2 separate regions of the Mus musculus genome follow, and region 1 is linked to region 2. Evidence: chromatin contacts called from public promoter capture Hi-C data. All regions are on one chromosome and are shown on one strand. Each heading gives the region's core, a stretch centred on a gene start, on an enhancer-like site or on the middle of the called end of the contact. The rest is flanking DNA. Distances are from core to core; before and after follow the strand shown.

Evidence for each region. Capture Hi-C pulls out chosen DNA fragments and counts their contacts.
Region 1: a contact with region 2 is called in a promoter capture Hi-C map of liver. The contact joins the promoter of Aqp9 here to the promoter of Lipc in region 2. A contact is called at or near these places in 2 of 39 promoter capture datasets (both in liver), 8 of 484 Hi-C or Micro-C datasets (the G1E-ER4 cell line, erythroblasts, liver and 2 more), 1 of 115 datasets of contacts at active chromatin or transcription factors (embryonic stem cells) and 2 of 9 other capture datasets (liver and pancreatic islet).

What each region holds. Positions count from the first base shown.
Region 1 is chr9:71,161,911-71,164,610 of GRCm38.p6, reverse strand. Aqp9 (aquaporin 9) reads left to right here and starts at 1,322. Exons shown (of 6, transcript NM_022026.3): 1 at 1,322-1,638. The coding sequence starts at 1,528.
Region 2 is chr9:70,933,397-70,936,240 of GRCm38.p6, reverse strand. Lipc (lipase, hepatic) reads left to right here and starts at 1,433. Exons shown (of 9, transcript NM_008280.2): 1 at 1,433-1,765. The coding sequence starts at 1,681. The region is part of intron 2 of Gm32017 (a long non-coding RNA gene); the gene reads right to left.

The sequences.
Region 1 (2,700 bases), core at 73-2,572, 230 kb before region 2:
GCTCACAGCCTCCCCTCACCCCTTCCAGCCTGCCTCCTCAGCTGGAAATGATTGAGGGCCTCCTGCAAAGGTAGAGGAGGGCCCCAAAGAAGACTGGGAACTGGGCAGGCTGCTCTGAGGGAGGGAAGGAGGGTGGGAGGGAGGGAGGGAGGGAGGGAGCATAGCATGGGTTCAAGTCAGTGGACTGCCTGGGGGTGTTTAGAGACTACTGCCTCCAATTCCGTCTTTTCAGACAAACCAGCTTTGGAAATCAGGGCTTGCTTATTGATCAGGTCAAGAAGCTATTATAAGATGTAGTCTGTTGCCTGTGAGGATGTTAATTCATCAGATTTAAACTAGATACCTTAGTGGGGCATAGTTACTCCTCTCTTCTTTAACTGGGATGGGATTGACTGGTCAGAGGGCTAGAATTCCAGTCCTCTGCTTTCTCTATCTTTCTGATTCTTGAATCCTAAACTCTGTTTACCAGATAGGGAGACCACTTCAGTGAACAAGAGGGAGTTCCCATCTTGTCCCATAAACACCTTAACACCCTCCCCTCCCCTCCCCCCTCTTTCCCTCCCTCCCTCCTCCCCCCCCTTTTTTCCTCTCAAGACAGGGTTTCTCTATATAGCCCCAACTGTCCTGGAACTCATGTAGACCAGGCTGGGCCCTTGAACTCACAGAGATCAACCTGTCTCTGCACACACACACACACACACACACACACACACACACCTCACCCCCCACCCTACCCCCAGCGCTGGGATTAAAGGCAGCACTAACCCAATGCCCCATAAACTTACATTTCGGAGCCTTTAAACTGCCCTTCCATAAGTTAATTTAGTTATTTCTGGAGCCCTTCAGAAAGACTCCAGCAGTCCCATGAACTCCCCGAGGCACTACTAGAGCCAGCCTAGTCTCTTTCCCTTACACTCTCCAGTTTGGAAGAAAACCTTCAGGAGAGAATGTTCACAGTGAAGGTGTCTATACCTGATTGAACTATTCTAAATTACACCCAAACTGCCCACTTCCGAATAGGAGAAAACAAATCATCAGAAGGCTGAAGTTGTGTAACAGGTAAATCTCTTCTGGACCAAGGCCCATCTCTGGTTTGGCAACCCAACCAACGTAGCATCTCTTTTCTCATCTCCTGGAAAAAAAAAAAAAAAAGAAAGAAAGCCAACAGAGAAAAAGTAGCCAGAGAACAGAGAATAAAGGTAATGATTAATCTGTCAAGTACAAAAAGAGTCATTTTGAGGATTTGGAATTATAACTCATTAATGCAAACAAATAGCAATGAGCTGGGAGGGAGGGAGGGGCTGACAGCAGAGGCAGACAAGGATTAAGTCACAGTTCCTAATTAGGACAGGCTCTCTGACACAGTCAGGTATCTCTTTAGTCGCCTCCAGAGATCCGTGCAGAGCTAAGTGAGCTTGGTTTTTTTAAAATTCTTTTTTGTTTGGTTTGGTTTTCATGTGGTAGTGAAGGCAGGAAACTGAGCGAGCAGACCTTGGTGGAAAGCTTACCTCTGGCAGAAACCCCAAGATGCCTTCTGAGAAGGACCGAGCCAAGAAGAACCTCGTGCAGAGGCTGGCCCTGAAGAGCTGTCTGGCTAAGGAGACACTCTCTGAGTTCCTGGGCACCTTTATAATGATTGTGAGTATTGCTCGATTTCCATTTTCCCAGTTCAGACCTAACCCCGCCTTCCTGGCTGCCAGGCGTCTGGAGCAGGGCGTTTGTTTTTTTGTTTTCCCTGATTATCAGTTCCAGTCCCTTCTAGGAGGCAGCAAGTCACTTTCTAGGTTACTTGACTATTTGGTGACCATTAAGAGCTTCGTTCGCTCTTAACGTGTAGCCAAGACAGTTGATAGGAGTGGAGAAGGGGGAAGGGGAGTACTTCTTCATTTTAAAATGTCTCAAAGTGGCTTTTATGATGAAAGAGTTGCTAGACATTGCTTCCCATTTGGTGACTGAGTCATCTGAAACAAACATTAATGGTCAATAGATAGCGTGGAACAGGCTGCCAAGAGAGGTGCCTGGCAGTTTTGTTTGTTTGTTTGTTTGTTTATTTATTTATTTATTTATTTGTGTGTGTGCACGAATGCACACAAGTGCATCTGAAAATGGCCTGGCAGTTTTATTTATTTGTTTGTTTGTTTGTTTATTTATTTATTTATGTGTGTGCACCAATGCACACAAGTGCATCTGAAAATGGCCTGCTGGAGTCAGCTCTCCTTCCACCATCCTTCCACCATGTGGACTCTAGGGATGGAGCTCAGGTCATCAGGCCCGGCAACAGGGACTTTTATCTCGTGAGTCATCTCACCGGACCTACTTAGTAAATCAGAACTTGGGGTTAGTATGGTGTGTGTGTGTGTGTGTGTGTGTGTGTGTGTAGCCTTGTGTTGGTTTCATATAATTTCTCCCTTTTGATTGAACTTGACTTGAGCAAATCTCTCAAGGTCTTTAAATTGAACTTCATAGAGTTAAACATGGACAGGCCTAAGAATCTCAAAAAGAGATTGGCTCAGCTATGAAAACAAACAAAACAAAGAATAAAACAGAGACCAGAAACTATTGCTACTTTCTGAACTGGTGTGAGCCCTGGCCTCAGGCTTTTTTTAAAATGGGACAGCTATTTATTTCTATTTATCTATTTATTTATTTATTTATTTATTTATTTATTTATTTATTTATTTTGGTTTTTCGAGACAGGGT
Region 2 (2,844 bases), core at 184-2,683:
CCTCCAGTCATTCTTCACTCCCCTCTCACCTCCTCCCTCCCAGCAATCCAGGGAGTCTAGTAGTCCCACTTCTAAACAACAGCCCAGCCCCCACCCAGGCCCAGGGTTACATCACACCAGCCATCGTCACAGCTCCCTGGCTCACTCTTCAGTCAGCTCTCCTCTTTAGCCTTGCTCACATGCAAAACAACACAGATCAAATTATTTGCTCCTTTGTTCTATATGTCTGAGTCCTTTCTGTACCCCCTTCAGAGGAGTCTCCCTGCTCACGGGCCATCTTTCTGTTCTTGGAACACACCAAACATGTTCCAATCTCAGGACCTTTGCCTTAACTGTCTGAAAGTCTTTCTCCCCGCAGACTGGCCCCTTCACTCCCCTCAAGCCTTGGTTTCAGGTACAACTTCCAAGCAAGATTCACTCTGACCACTCTGTTTAAACCACTGCCTTCTCCATCACCCCTGGTATTTCTTTATTTGTACTTTATTTTTTTATTGCCGGGTGTCATCTAGCACAGGCTGACTTTGAACTCACTGTGGAGTCAGAAATGACCTTGAACTCCTGACACTCCCACCTCCTCCTGAATGCTGGGGCTATAGGCATGTGCCACCAAAGCCACTATACTAGGGATCCAGCCCAGGGTTTCATGCGTGCTAGGCAAGCACTCTACCAACTAAGCTATATTCCCAGCCAAATAGTTCTCAAACATGCATCTCTGCTTTCTACCATATAATCCTTCTCATGCCCACATTGCCCACGGCACGTAAACTCCACAAGGACTGGACTGCTTGCCTACTTTATTCACTTAACTATTCTTTAAAGCCAACAACAGCGCCTGGTACACAGTGGTGTTCAACACACAGCATTTATTTGTTCAGTGTGTCCATACTAAATCAACAACAACAACAAAATTTAAATCACACTAGAGAGCCAAGAACTCTGCAAGAGCTGCACATCACACCCTTTCTTGCCTGCTTTTGCTGAATGACCTTGCTTCACAGCCCTCTACTCTTGGCTGGACATTAATTAACCCAGTGAGTGCATTTATCCTGGGGTATCTCTCAACGGGGCCCTCAGCGAGACTCTGGTCTTTGCTTCTCACCCAGTTCCTTCTTAACCTGACCTCACCAGGCTCCAGCTCCTCTTTCAGCTATAAGACATGCTGCCCCATCACAATTACACCACAGGTGCCAGAAACATGGCTGAACTCAACAGGAAGCAGAGTCCCTGGGGGTGGGGGCTTTCATCTCTCTTTGGGATTGGCATGCGACTAGAAAGACCAGGACCACGACACTACCTCCCATTCAAGTACTATGGGGGGGGGCGGTAAAGCAGGCAATAATACAGAGGTCACCCAGCTGACCTTTGGTCAAATGTCCAAACACAGCACACTGACTCTCAATTGATTGATTCTGAACTATGAGCTTGGCTCAAGAGGAAAGAAGACCTGGCGAGGTGTTTTATTTCCAAAACTTATCGAGATAAAAAGTGCTTCTGTGGGTCAATCTAGATATTGATAGATTTGGACTGGAGAAGGTAAAGAAAGTGTTTAAATTCTAGGTAACGTGTTTTAAGGTTAATAATTAATGGGGGCCTTCCCCAGCTGAGCACCAAGAAGCACTCTGGTCTCTTTAGTTCTAGACATTAGCAAGAAGACCTCAGACCCCAGGTGAGGCCAGAGACATGGGAAATCCCCTCCAAATCTCCATTTTCCTGGTGTTCTGCATCTTTATCCAATCAAGTGCTTGTGGACAAGGCGTGGGAACAGGTAAGTGTTTATCTTTTCTCTAGAAATGGCCGTGAATTTTTTTTTGGTCTTGACTGTGTTGCAGAGATTGACATTGGGATGGGATCTGCTTCAGAGCTCATGAAGTGGTTCTATGAGTGGCTCCCAAGGTACCCAGAGCTGTGTAGCACTTTGTAAAAGGGACCGTATTTTCAAAAAGAGTAGATGAGAGTAGATGACAGGGAAAAAAAAAAGCCCCTGTAACGGGCAGTGTGGCCTCTTACAGGTGTCATATGGACACCATGGGAAAAGTTTTTTTTTCAGCAGACAATGACCTGAAAGACTTGAAAGACAATGACCTGAAAGACTTGGGATCATCCTTAAAGTTCATTTGAATTCTAATTTGTCATCTGGGAGCCATCAAACGCTCTGTCCTATTGGGGTTGTGAAATCGCCTTGCTCTCTCCCAAGAGAAGGGAATCTGAGTCCTGTTTCTAGTCCTGCCTAAAGCAGAGATGTCATTCGCATGTTTCCTAGTCTTTACATTTTTCTGGCAAAGCTTTTCTCCTGAGCTGAAGGAGCCGCCGCCATCAGTCTTTTTAGTCCATGGCTTTATAAACTACAGTGATGGCCAAGGATAGACTTCCATGCCCTGCCAGGCAGATGGGGTCCAGGTTCCTGGCTGAATGGCGTGTTAGATCAGTAAATGGTAGGATTGACTGGACAACTTGACCAAATTAGACAGGGGTTTGGAACCTTGCTTCTGTGCCCATTGTCATGAAGATCTGCTGGCCTAGAATGTTTAAAATTTTGATGGATGGATGGATGGATGGATGGATGGATGGATGGATGGATGGATGGGTGGATGGATGGATGGATGGATGGATTTGGAGACAGGGTCTGTGTAACCCAGGCTAGGGTCGACATTGAGATCCTCTTGAGCACTGAGGAGCACTGAGGTCACAGACTTGAGCATCTATATCCACCGGAGACTTAAACTTTTCTTTCCTCAAGGATGAACTAGAAAGATGGTTCAATGGTTAAGTGTGATTGCTGTTCTTCCAAGACTTTTAACATGAAAGGATGCTGAAATTTGTCAAATGCTTTTTCAGCATCTAATG